Regions from separate parts of the Arabidopsis thaliana genome. Here region 2 is linked to region 1. Evidence: chromatin contacts called from public ChIA-PET data. All regions are on one chromosome and are shown on one strand. The core of a region is the stretch at or near the end of the contact, and the rest is flanking DNA. Distances in the headings are between cores, read along the strand shown. Region 1 holds the start of AT4G23740 (Leucine-rich repeat protein kinase family protein). Region 2 holds the start of AT4G23820 (Pectin lyase-like superfamily protein).

What was found. ChIA-PET counts read pairs in DNA pulled down with a chosen protein or histone mark.
Region 2: a contact with region 1 is called in an H3K4me3 ChIA-PET map of shoot, with 16 read pairs. The contact joins the promoter of AT4G23820 here to the promoter of AT4G23740 in region 1. A contact is called at or near these places in 11 of 26 Hi-C or Micro-C datasets (callus, cotyledon, leaf and 4 more), 1 of 2 datasets of contacts at active chromatin or transcription factors (shoot) and 1 of 3 other capture datasets (seedling).

What each region holds. Positions count from the first base shown.
Region 1 is chr4:12,363,629-12,370,652 of TAIR10.1, forward strand. It overlaps AT4G23740 (Leucine-rich repeat protein kinase family protein), which reads left to right and starts at 2,454. Exons shown (of 4, transcript NM_118505.5): 1 at 2,454-3,004; 2 at 3,388-4,701; 3 at 4,800-5,150; 4 at 5,233-5,710. The coding sequence starts at 3,435. The coding sequence ends at 5,531. It overlaps AT4G23730 (Galactose mutarotase-like superfamily protein), which reads left to right. Exons shown (of 7, transcript NM_118504.4): 3 at 66-122; 4 at 213-379; 5 at 480-614; 6 at 707-909; 7 at 995-1,575. The coding sequence ends at 1,164.
Region 2 is chr4:12,397,425-12,404,448 of TAIR10.1, forward strand. AT4G23820 (Pectin lyase-like superfamily protein) reads right to left here and starts at 2,807. Exons shown (of 5, transcript NM_118513.3): 1 at 2,297-2,807; 2 at 1,074-1,194; 3 at 761-935; 4 at 586-656; 5 at 1-430. The coding sequence starts at 2,626. It overlaps AT4G23840 (Leucine-rich repeat (LRR) family protein), which reads left to right and starts at 2,753. Exons shown (of 6, transcript NM_118515.4): 1 at 2,753-3,124; 2 at 3,438-3,592; 3 at 3,676-3,893; 4 at 4,348-4,960; 5 at 5,035-5,550; 6 at 5,645-6,063. The coding sequence starts at 2,955. The coding sequence ends at 5,766. LACS4 (AMP-dependent synthetase and ligase family protein) reads right to left here. Exons shown (of 19, transcript NM_118516.5): 16 at 6,938-7,024; 17 at 6,658-6,840; 18 at 6,440-6,559; 19 at 6,030-6,352. The coding sequence ends at 6,296.

The DNA of each region.
Region 1 (7,024 bases), core at 1,204-3,703:
TCGCCTTTTTCAACATTCTACGCAACTTTGTATCATATTTACTGAACTACATGCTCTTGTTTCAGGCCAACTTGAAGCCTCCCCATCCGGTACGAGGAGGAATCCCTATATGCTTTCCTCAGGTATATAGACTTTTGAAAAGTAACATGTAATATTGGACATGAATAATCTTGGTTTTGATCACATTTCTTTATATTTTTTTTATTCATAAGTTTGGAACTCGGGGATCACTTGAGCAACACGGGTTTGCAAGAAACAAGATGTGGCTTGTAGAAAACAATCCACCTGCTTTACCTTCATTTGACTCAACTGGAAAAGCCTATGTTGATTTGGTGCTTAAGTCATCTGATGAAGATACGATGAGGATCTGGCCTTACAGGTAGGTTGCAAACCCGATCAAATGATTTTATTTTGATTCCTCGATATGATCTGATTCTTTTCATTTCAGCATGATTAAATTGCTATTGCTCTTGTTTCAGCTTTGAGTTTCATCTGAGAGTCTCATTGGCATTAGATGGGAACCTAACACTGATATCACGAGTCAGAAACATCAATTCAAAGCCTTTTAGCTTTTCCATTGCTTACCACACTTACTTCTCCATTTCCGATATTAGGTGAAACACCGAATTTAGCCTCTACTAGTCTCTGCTGTCACATAATATAACGTAGAACTCAATACATTCTCTTTTCTTTTGGTATTTATCAGTGAAGTTAGACTTGAAGGGCTGGAAACTCTTGACTATCTTGATAATATGCATGATAGAGAGCGGTTCACAGAGCAAGGCGATGCATTAACCTTTGAATCAGAGATCGATAGAGTGTACCTAAATTCTAAAGACGTGGTTGCCATTTTCGACCATGAGAGAAAACGCACATTCCTCATCAAGAAAGAAGGTCTACCTGATGTCGGTAAGATCCAAATACCGAAAACCTTAACCGCCCTTTTTACCAAGAATCCAGTTTTTAACAGTATTAGATTCTCGGTTTGTTGCAGTGGTATGGAATCCATGGGAGAAGAAAGCGAGAGCATTGACGGATTTGGGAGATGATGAGTATAGACACATGTTGTGTGTGGATGGAGCAGCCATTGAGAAACCCATCACCTTGAAACCGGGTGAAGAATGGACCGGGAAATTACATCTCTCGCTTGTTCTTTCCACCTAAAACCCGGTACCGGTTATCACAAACTCTGTGTCTTTCATTATCTTGTCTTGTGGGCTATTTTTTTTGTTTTAGTCTATAGAACATCACAGTGTGTGTGATTCGTCGGTATCAAAAATCCGAAATATTAAAAGGAAACCTGAGATTTGAAAAGGTCACCCATTTTTAGGAAGTGACTAGATCTCCTGGTTTTGTGCGAGATTTAACTTGTGTATGAAGACAATGTTATATACTATATTGAAGTTTGTACTTATTTGATGAAATCTTCAATAATACTAGATTTTAACCCGCGGTATATCGCGGGGACAATTTATTTTTTTAAGTTAGTATATATAAAAGTTTACAAATTATATCTATCTATAAAATATTTTTATTTTATAGTTTACAATTGTTATTAAGTAACGTCCTATCAAATCCGTCCCGCCAACCTGTCCCGTAAAAAAAACTCATTGATCTCATTTATGATATGTTTATGAATCATTGTTTAAATATTTTGTAATTTTGTAGTAATTAAATGCTATCAAATATTTGTGCGGTTTGATGATTATAATCGAATTGTTATAGTCATGTAGAAAAACAATATCAAAAATAATAATTTTGTAGTAATTCAATGATATTAAATATATTGGAAGTTTTATTTTAGTAACTAATCGTGTAGTTAATGTAGAGAGATTTCGGGAAGATTTTCAAATATTTAATTCAAAAATTTTATTTTTAATTATCAAAACAAACATTAAAATCCAGTGGCAGCTATTGTAAATAAATCTCAACTACAAAATTTATTTCACAAAATGGCTGCAAAAATGTATATGTAGATTTAAAGCTTTCTTGTTCTCATGGTTGACAATTCTTGAATAAACCATTTCTGAGACCATAAGCTAATTTTTTTGGGTACATATTTCAAGTATAGGAACAAAACTATAGTATAAAATAATCTTTATAGATTCAAATGCTTTAATGGCCTTATACTCATTGCCTCTCAATGTGGTAAGATGGTGTAAAATCATCATAATAATCATGAAAGATTTGAAAATTATTGGTCTATTATGATGCACTATAAATTCTATAATTGCGTCGGTCAAATATTTAATACACCGAAGAAATAGTAATATTATAAAAAGAGAATATTTATTGATGCCAAAAAGAAACCAAGAATTTTATTAAAATGGTAGAAGTCGATATGCTTTAAATGCCTTGAGCTTCATTATGACAAGTACTACAAAACAAAAAAAAACGTATTTGCCTAATACATTTGGTAAGTTAAATAATTTCCTTCTTAACATAATTAATTACTATATCGTTCTTTTTGTTAGCGTTGACCAATTAAACAACCGGTTATGTATATCTCGGTTCAGAAAACTTAACCGGTTTAACAAATAGCTAATGTTCCGATTAATTTACATTACTTCAGAACGAATCGAACTTTGTAAAACGAAGATCGATTACAAATTGAAAGATACAGCCTTAATTTGGCATTAAAAAGTTCAATGGTCCCCGGTTCGGTATTAAATAACCGGGTACGTACAGACTCACCGGTCACCAACCTGTAAACCGTATAAAGAAACAATAGAGTCGCATCAGTATCTTCCCTCGTCACTTTCACCCACTTTAATATGCCAAAAAATAAGAACAAAATTATATCCGTTGCTTGAAAATCACAAGCTCTTCTTAACTTCACAAGTGCTTCAATGGCGGTTCTTCACATTATCTTCACTGCGTAATTGAAGAAGTTGTTCTCTCTTCCTCTTAATTTCGAGTTGTGTTCTTAAAAAACTCCAGAGCTGATTCGATTCTCGAGAAGAAACTAAGCCGACAATAAAGTTCAGATCTGGAAAAAAGCGAGGTTACCAATTCTTTATTTTTAATAAATTTAATCTCGTAGTAGAGTTAGGGTTCTACTTTTCGACAATTTTAATTACCAGAAATTCTAGGGTTTATGTGAGTTTAAATTAAAGCTTCGTCATTTTCGAAGCTTAAAGTTACTCACTTTTTATGTCTCCCACTCCTGTTGTATTTTAAAATCTCCAGTGGTCACATAGAACAACTTCAAGATTCCACTTTTGCTTTTATAATCAGCAGTCTTCTAGAAATCTGTAATCTTTTCGCTTTTTTGGTACCTTTTATTTTAAATTAAAGTTCACAAATTTTCACCATTTATATGTCCATCATCATCATCACCACAATCAAATTGAGCTAAATTGGTTTTTGATTGTTGTTTTTCTCCAGCTCCAGATTACAAAAAGAAACAGCTCGTTTTTTTCACTTTCAAAAAAATGGAAGCTTTGAGGATTTATCTATGGAGTCTCTGTCTCTCTCTGTGTTTGATTATCTATGGAGCAAACTCAGATCCATTAGAAGACAAACGCGCATTGCTTGAGTTTCTTACCATTATGCAACCAACTCGTTCACTCAACTGGAACGAGACTTCTCAAGTCTGCAACATCTGGACCGGAGTTACTTGTAATCAAGACGGATCTCGAATCATAGCCGTTAGATTACCAGGCGTTGGACTCAATGGTCAGATTCCTCCAAACACTATAAGCAGACTCTCAGCTCTCAGAGTTCTTAGTCTCAGATCCAATCTAATCTCCGGCGAGTTTCCTAAGGATTTTGTTGAGTTGAAAGATTTGGCCTTTCTTTATCTTCAGGATAACAACTTGTCTGGTCCTTTGCCATTGGATTTCTCTGTTTGGAAGAATCTCACTAGTGTTAATCTCTCAAACAACGGGTTCAACGGGACAATCCCGAGTTCGTTGTCTCGTCTTAAGCGGATTCAGTCGTTAAATCTTGCTAACAATACGCTTTCTGGTGATATTCCTGATCTGAGTGTGCTCTCTAGTCTGCAGCACATTGACTTGTCCAACAATTATGATCTTGCTGGACCGATACCAGATTGGCTTCGAAGGTTCCCGTTCTCGTCTTATACAGGCATTGATATTATTCCTCCTGGTGGTAACTACACCCTCGTTACGCCGCCACCACCTAGCGAGCAGACTCATCAGAAACCGTCGAAAGCTCGCTTCTTGGGACTATCCGAGACGGTGTTCTTGTTGATTGTTATTGCTGTTTCCATTGTGGTGATTACGGCTTTGGCGTTTGTGTTGACTGTTTGTTACGTAAGAAGGAAGTTAAGACGCGGTGATGGGGTCATTTCGGATAATAAGTTGCAGAAGAAAGGTGGGATGTCTCCTGAGAAATTTGTTTCTCGGATGGAAGATGTGAACAACCGGTTATCGTTCTTTGAAGGATGTAACTACTCTTTTGATCTTGAGGATCTATTGAGAGCTTCTGCTGAGGTTCTTGGTAAAGGCACGTTTGGCACGACGTACAAAGCAGTTCTTGAAGATGCAACTTCTGTTGCTGTGAAACGTCTTAAGGATGTTGCGGCTGGGAAACGTGATTTCGAGCAGCAGATGGAGATCATTGGAGGTATTAAGCATGAAAACGTTGTGGAGCTTAAGGCATACTATTACTCTAAAGACGAGAAGCTAATGGTTTATGACTATTTCAGCCGAGGAAGTGTGGCTTCTTTGCTTCATGGTACGTTTCACTTTTTGATCTAATGCATCATAACTACTATCAGAATCAAACCCATTTGCTTTAGGCTCATTGTAGAGTTGAAATGTTTTGGTTTTCAGGTAACAGAGGAGAAAACAGGATTCCTCTAGACTGGGAAACAAGAATGAAAATAGCTATTGGCGCAGCTAAAGGGATTGCTCGTATCCACAAAGAAAACAATGGAAAACTCGTCCATGGGAACATCAAATCTTCGAATATATTCTTGAATTCCGAGAGTAATGGCTGTGTCTCTGATCTTGGATTAACTGCTGTAATGAGTCCCTTGGCTCCACCGATATCGAGGCAAGCTGGTTACCGTGCACCAGAAGTAACCGACACAAGGAAGTCTTCTCAATTGTCAGATGTTTACAGCTTCGGTGTTGTTCTACTCGAACTACTCACGGGAAAATCGCCCATTCACACTACCGCAGGTAACGCTACAACCCGAAGTGACTAGACTGTTTCAGCTGATATATTTTCGGTTTAATGATCATTCTGTGATGGACATTGCAGGGGACGAGATCATCCACTTGGTTAGATGGGTACATTCAGTAGTGAGAGAGGAATGGACCGCAGAAGTATTCGACATCGAGCTTCTGAGGTATACAAACATAGAGGAAGAGATGGTTGAGATGTTGCAGATTGCAATGTCCTGTGTTGTGAAAGCAGCAGATCAGAGGCCAAAGATGTCTGATTTGGTTAGGCTCATCGAGAACGTTGGAAACCGACGAACCAGCATTGAACCGGAACCCGAACTCAAACCCAAATCCGAAAATGGAGCCTCAGAGACTTCAACACCGAGTGAAATTTGAATCTATCAAAATTCTAACTGTTGATTCATCATCCCATATTTTACATATGAAGTTTGTATACTCCTGTGTTTATTTCTTCTCTCTTCGGTTTAGAACCGGTTCAACAAACACATTTCTGTTTAGGAATTCTTGGTTTTCAAAATTCGCTATGAAATAGATTCAAATTTCTGATTCACAAGTTTGTTTCATCAAAGCCTCTAAACCAGGGAAACCAACTGCTTCAGAGCCCAAAAAGCCCATTGGGCCGATATAATTATACAGAGTCGACAAAGTTTTATTTCTAGTACTTGTTTGACCCATAATCTTCTTCGGCTAGAGCCCGGCCTGTGATCGAACCGACAAAATGGAACTAGTGGTCTCAAGTAATGCGATATTTGGAGGGTTCTAACTTCTAAGAAGCACCACAAGCCAGCCTAAGACCCACATGGTATCCTCAGGATCATATTTGAATGGAGTTTGGACTAATAATTTATGTTTTTCATATTATCTATTTTACTGAAATACTAACATTTTCTGAGTCAAAAGAAAAGAGTTCATACAAAATGTTTTGTCGTGAATTGTGTTTTGGAGCCTTGGAGGAGGAACAGGTAGGTGGCAGGGATTACAATAGGAAGGAGACAAATAAGGCAAGTTACAACGTGAACTTGATTTGTCTAATTCCAGAAAATGACGTGTCCTTGCTGCTCATATACTGCAATAAGGCTTCTCTTCTTCTTTCCAAGTTGCGAAATTAGAAACCTAAATATATATATACAAGAAAATCTGAATCTCAAAAATGTGTCAATTTTATGTAAATCCTTAGGTCCCCACGAAATCGGTGGATCAACATGTTATTTGTTTTACTTCTCCGCTGTTAAACCGACGGCTTAGTTAAAACCATTTAGTATAATCTCATCAACCAATCTATCTTCTTGTTGAAAATTTAATAATTGACTACGATATACAACTTTTACCAATGATACCTTTTTGGCATACGTGAAAACTACTACAGTAGAAGTTTATATTGTAAATAACATTATTTTCCTCGTGATTAAATCAAACATGAGATAAAAAATAAAATAAAAATTGTTCATTTTACATAGGTTTATAAACCATTGTTTTTTCTTTTTCAAAATGTTATCCTTTATATTGTTAGAGAATTAAAGTTGAATCATAACTTTCTAACGAGTAGAGCAGTTCGAATAGTATAGTAGTACACTCTTGCAGTACTTGTTAAAATTCATACTGTCTCTACTGATGAAGAAAACAATTATCTCTTGAATTTATTTTTGTTATGAAAAAACCAAATTATCTTGAATTACTTCAAAAATAACATGAGAATAGTATAGTAGCACACTCTTGCAGCAGTACTTGTTAAAATTCGTATTGGCTAATGATGAAGAAAACAATAATCTTTTTTATTTTTGACAAGAAAAATAAACAAACAAAAAATCTTCATTTAATAAAAAAATAACATGAGAATAGACATAACAGTCAACGTCCACTTGCTTTAT
Region 2 (7,024 bases), core at 1,557-4,056, 34 kb after region 1:
TTAACTCCCCAAACGTTCTTGATATGTATTCCCTTAACAACTGGAAGAGCGTTCGGGTTATAATTCTCGTCCGGATGATCTCCCGTGTCGCCGGCGATCTTGATCCCATACTTTGCGGTGTCTACATAGACGTCTGATATTTTGATGTTTTTAATGTATCCTCCACGACCAATGTTTGTCTTGATGTTGACTCCAACTCCCATATTGGAGAGAGTGATATGTTCTGCTATAATGTTCTTGATTCCTCCTGATGTTTCGCTTCCTATTGCGATACCTGCGAACGGGGAAGATCCTGTGATGCGGCGGATTGTTATGTTTGAGCTTGGACGGCCATAGGCGATTCCGTACTGGTCCCAACCGCTTTTGATGGCCACTAGGTCGTCTCCTGTTGAGATGTAGGAGTCTTCTATGCAGACGTTGTAGCTGGAATCTATCAACAAATTCATTTTGTTCAGATGTTAATAAACAGCTTTGATTATTATGCACACAAAAACATTTCCAAGTTCATATCTAGACATGTTTGATCACAGCAACCAATCTAGTAGTCTACTGTGGATTGGAAAAAGAGTTAAGAGTAAGATGAACCTGGATCGATTCCATCGGTGTTGGGAGAATCTTGTGGAGCTAAGATCGTAACGTGATGGATGACAACGTTGCTGCCACGGATCAAAACAAGTAACAAAGTCAATACCATAAGAAGAGGAAGATATATTATATCTACGTTTGGGAGATCTAAAGGGTATTAACTAGTGTTATATACCTGCAATACACAGGATGAATGTTCCAGAAAGGTGAATTTTGGAAAATAACATTGGAGATTATGATCTCCTTAGAGTCCTTGAACTCGATTAAGTTCGGTCTTGTGTACTTTAGCGTTCTACTACGCCACATGTTCCACCACACTTCTCCTTGACCGTCTATTGTCCCATTTTGTCCTGTGTACATAGTGTTGCAATTTAATGTCAAAACAGTGCTGCAACAAGAAGAATATTTCTTGTAACAAAATATCTATTTTGAACTGTATCATCTAAGCCATATAGATATGACTGAAATATAAGATGGTCGAAACTAACCAGTGATGACTACATCACGAAGCCCATCACCATGAATAAAGCTCATATACCGTCCCCCTGGTAACTCTCTCCCTCTTCCATAAGACGGCAAAGGATCAATCAATGGCCAATTCCAGGTATCCTGAAGTCAACACACAACAAAAGCCAAAAGGTCACAAAACAATTCACAAGATTCCCACTCTGCATTAATCACCCAAATTTCAACGAAGTGGCCTTGTCCTCATTTCTGTCTCAGGACAAATGAAATGGTCCTGACTTATTAATGTTTACAAGCTCAAAATCGGTCATAAGGTGCACACACACACACACATTGATATGCACTACAATGACAAGTTTTGTGTTTTTTCTTCACTCACATGAAGACAAACCAAGCAGAAAATTAAATCTGAGTATTTAACATAGATGGCAGCATCCTACTTCATTGATCTGAGATACTCACTAAAGGATTATGAAACCCATAACTGTCCAGAGTCCCATAAAACCCATAACTATCCACAGTCCCAACTATAGAAAACACTCTAACCAAGATTTAATCTACTTTAGTCACTTAGATATTTTCTTTAATATATCACATACACTAGTAGAGAATATAATAACCAAATTTTGACAAAAATTGGATAACGCGAAGACAAAATTTGCCAGCTATCTTCGGGTCAGCTATTGAAACATAGACATAAAAGCAGTACACCACATGCATACAATAACATTTTATCCCCGACGGTCCCATGATGCTTTGGAGCTTGGACCTACCAATACCAAATTCCATACCCATAGTTATTACTACTTATCAATTATTATACGTGCATGGTTCCCCAAATCTTCTTTCTTCTTTCAAAATAAAAACTTGATCAAAAAGATGACATTTTGAGAATTCACTCCAATTCAGATCCAATCAAATAGGCAAAAAAAAAAATGCAATTCTATTTTTAGAATACTATACTTTATAAAAATAATAACTATAGTCAAAAAAATTTGAAATGTAATCACTCACAGTATTTGACAGTTAATCATCAAACTCATTTCCAGAGAGTAGATATAGACCACTCACCAAGAAAGATTAGTAACCATTAATTCATTAATAACATTTGACTAATGAGCTAATTTCAATTTCAAATCAGCAACTAACGAATTCGTCACTCATTACTCATTTCAAATCATCTCATACCAATCCAATTTCATAATTCAAAATTCACAGTGATAAACCAGAAAATTTGAAATTTTACCTGAACAGCTCTAATCACAGCACCTTTAGCTAAGTAAAGAGTCATATGGCTAGTGAGATTGAAGCTCTCCGTCAAATACACTCCCGGAGGTATATACAAAAGCGTGCCTCCTCTCCTCTTCAGATGCTGAATCCGATAAATCGCCGCCCTAAACGCCTTAGTATTCACCGTTCGACCATCTCCAACGCCTCCAAAGTCGGTTATCGAGATCTTATCGTACCGGTACCGTAACGGAACTATACCGGAACACGTCGCCTCCGAATCGCCCAACGAAGACGAAGAAACGAAGAGACATGAGAAGAGGAAAATTGACACAGAGAGTCTCCACATTTTCGATGAAGAGAGGTTTATTTAGGATGAGAGTAAAATCTGCAGAATTGGAGCTAAGATTAGTATGATATAGTCGACACTCGACAACGTTCAATAGAAGAAGGCACGTGCTGATACACGTGAATCAACGGGCCATATAAGCTAGAAACGTTTGGGCTTTAGTGGCCCAATAAGGATGAACAACTTTTTGTTTTTTGTTTTTGGCGGATTTTTTTAATTCTTTGATTTTCTATTTTATTTAGGGTTTTTATTCTTATTATATAAAGGTTGGATCGGTTTGTGAAATTTGGAGCTAAGATCAGAGATTTCAGCGATTTGGAGATTGGAGATGGAGAGTCCTTTGGTGCGTCTATGCTTAAAGGAAGCTTGTAAGAGCGGAGATGCGGTGGAACGATGGCGACTTCAGCGGCGTAGTCTTGAGAGTCTGCCTCCTCACCTTGCTGATGCTCTCCTCCGTCGCCTCCTCAAAAAGCGGCTTCTTTTCCCTTCGTTACTCGAGTAAACTCTTCACTTCCTTACATAGTTCTGATCGTTTCTAATATGAATCTGATTTCTGATCTCGAAATGCTGAGCTATATATATATATATATGCTTCGATTTGAGATATTGAGTGATCGCTTGGGATCTTAGTTTTTAAATTTGATTAGAATTTTTTTTTTTTCTGTATTCATGTTGAAATAATTATTCCTGAAGTGTTTAGCTGTAGAATTGTGTTGGTCTTGGTACATCGTTGCGGAAAATGCAATGATTGCATGGACACTGAACTATTGTATCTGTATCACACAACTAAACAAGACTCTTTTCTGTGCAGAGGATTCAAATATTCTGTAGAGAATATAGATCTCCGAGGCAAAAGCTCAGTTAACGCAGAATGGATGGCTTACATTGGAGGCTTCGTTAATCTAATTACTCTAAATCTTTCAGATTGCCAGAGAATCAACAGTTCCACCCTCTGGCCTATCACAGGTATGTTGAGTGATATACTCCGAGTTTTGGAATGGAAGTTTAAGAGAAATTTAAGTGTTTAATATGTGATATTGGATTTTCAGGATTAACAAGTTTGACAGAGTTGGACCTTTCAAGATGTTTCAAGGTTACGGATGCTGGTATGAAGCACCTCCAATCTGTTGTAAATCTGAAAAAGTTGTGGATTTCACAGACAGGTGTCACTGAAGTTGGAATTTCTCTTCTTGCTTCACTTAAAAAATTGTCTCTTTTGGATTTGGGCGGCTTACCTGTAACTGATCAGAACTTGATTTCTCTCCAGGTATTACCTGTGCTCTTTCTTTATTGTAGTCATTAGGGTTGTTTTAATTGCATGATGTATGTTATTGAACTGTGTAGTTCAATAGTTATCATCTATCTATCTAGTTAAATTTGTTAGAGAGCTCTGCTAAAATTGTAAAGTTCTAGGTACTACTACTATGTTGAGTATAGAGTATAATGTGCACAGAAACTATTTAGTCTTCAGGATTCTAAAATTCAAATATCATTTCCTGGTTATTAAACCCATTAATCCCTACAAATGAAGTTCAAGTGTATGTTCAATATAGTTTCTTGCGTGAAGATGTTTGTATGCCCGAATTCACTTATTAAAAACATGCCTATTTTTATTTTATTTTTGTCACTGAAAAACATGCCTATTTGTAATAACATTTAATATGTAGACGATCAATCTTTTTTTAGTTTTTCTGACCGCCATTTTCTTTATTGCTGCTCAGGCACTGACAAAGCTAGAGTACCTTGACATCTGGGGAAGCAACGTAACCAACCAAGGAGCTGTCAGTATTCTCAAATTTTCTAACTTGAGCTTCCTAAACCTCTCGTGGACAAGCATCACACAGACTCCAAACATTCCGCACCTTGAATGCTTACACATGAACACGTGCACCATTGTCTCCGAACCAAAAACTCATAGCTCATTAGCTTCCTTGAAAAAGCTAGTTTTATCGGGAGCTAATTTCAGTGCCGAGACAGAGTCCTTGTCCTTTACCAACAAAAGCTGTATAACCTACTTAGACGTTTCCAAGACTTCCCTCAAAAACTTCAGCTTCTTAGAAACTATGTTTAACCTAGAACATCTTGATCTGAGCTCCACAGCTTTCGGGGATGATTCTGTTGGGTTTGTAGCATGTGTTGGTGAGAATCTAAAGAATCTTAATGTCTCGGATACACAAATCACTCCTTCTGGGGTCGGGAATCTTGCTGGACATGTGCCACAACTTGAGACATTATCTATGTCCCAGACATTTGTCGACGATCTTTCCATCTTGCTTATCAGCACCACGATGCCTTGCATTAAAGCCCTTGACTTGGGCATGAACAGCACCCTAGGTATGTATGAGCCTTCTAAGATCTAACGAGTGATTATTAACCCTATCATAACCCTACGACTCTATTTTTTTCAGGATTCTACTATCTAATATCTCCACAAGAAGAAAAAGAGAAGTCACTAGCAGCACTACAATCTCTAACTTCCCTTGAAACCCTGAGTCTAGAACATCCGTACCTGGGTGACAAAGCTCTTTCCGGTCTAAGTAGCCTTACTGGATTAACACATTTGTCCCTAACAAGCACATCCCTCACAGATTCCACACTCCACCATCTCTCCTCTCTTCCAAACCTAGTCAGTCTCGGAGTCCGAGATGGAGTTTTGACCAGCAATGGTCTTGAGAAGTTTAGACCACCTAACAGGCTAAGAACACTCGACCTCCAAGGTTGTTGGCTTTTAACCAAAGATGATATTGCTGGTCTCTGCAAAAGGTACCCTCACATCAAGGTGAGGCATGAGCATGCTGACTCTTCTTCTCTCGACCAGAATCAACTTCTTCCTCGGTCATCTACTCCACAGAGTTTTGGAAAGGTAGCAAGGAGGAACAACCAGAGGCCGGAGAGTTCTGTTGCTGTTCCCAGGAGTTTTTTAGGTACGCCCTTTTCTCACTAACGTGCTTTATTATAACAATTCTTGATAAGGAAGAAGAAGGGCTCAAAGTTTAAATGTGTGATATGTGGGTACAGATCAGAGGGTGAAGTACAATAGGGAAGAGTTGGTTGCTCTACAAAATTCGCCTTTATCACAATTGCTGCCATGGGAAGAACTTGTCAGTGTACCGGAACTTCTTGCTGATTCCGTGATTTGAAGCAAATGGGGTGAACAAGTTGGATTTTAGTACCACCTGAATGAATTAGTAGAGATCTTAGCATGTCTTGTTGACAGATTTGGCCTCATTTTCTTTTCCTCAAAATTGTATGACGTCTGAAATAGACACAGTACACGGTATGTTTTAGCAGAAAATATTGTATTCTTTGCAGTGTTATCGGATATTATTTCCCTTTTCAAACATGTGACCTGACTAAATTTACGAAGAATATTAATAAATAGTTTCCGAAAAACATATACTGAGACAGCGCCATGTATTTTAAAATTTTATTAAAAAGAAAAGTTAGATAGCATTCTTTTTTTTTTTTTTTGGCAAAGAGATAGCATTCAAGTATAGAACATAAAAGTAAATTTCCAAAAAAAGATAGAAAAGAAAAACAGTGTAGCAGCTCTGGACTGATCTGATGCTATGAAATATTCAAATATTGTACACAGATGAGAGAAGAGCCTATTAACAAAGTCTTCGTCATGCAAAATGAGAGACCCAAGGACCGAGAGTGAGGAGGAATCTACCCTCTGGAAGCAAATTTTGCATTTATGGTCTTGTACATTTCGTCGATCACACTCTGGCAGATGACGAAGAGACCATGTTAATTAATACTTAATGTCAGTAGATTTCTAAATGTTTCAATACGCAAAAGTGTTTGTATTACCTGGTAGTATTTCAGCAACTGAGGCCTTTTCTTTTTGAAGGTCGGCGTAAGAAGATCTCGTTCCATGTCAAATGGCACTGGGTCAAGATGAATCGCCTTGATGATCTCGAACCCTTTCATCTGCAAAGTCCAACACAATAAATTCAAATGAGATAAAGACAACAAAGAACCATGAATCCATATTGGAAAACTCAAATGATATAGAGACAATGAATAACCTTTTTCTCTTTGGCCATTTTAACAAGTTCTCCGAGAATGAATTCCTTTGCCTTTTCATTTTGACAGAGAGCGTCATAGTCACCACTCACACCGTTTTCTGCAGCCCAGCGTTCAAGGATATGCTGGTTTGGGTTGGCGATAGCTATTAGGAAGGACTCAAAGCTGTTACCGTACACCCACACCTAATAAATTTGAATGGAAATATTGTGATTGTGATTATCAGTAGATGAGAATATTTACCAAACCTATGAGAGAGAAAACTACAAATCGGTTACTTACGGAATCAACAGCTTGTACTTCACCGTATATGTTTTCTATGTTCTCCACCGCAACATACTCTCCTTGTGAGAGTTTAAAGATATTCTT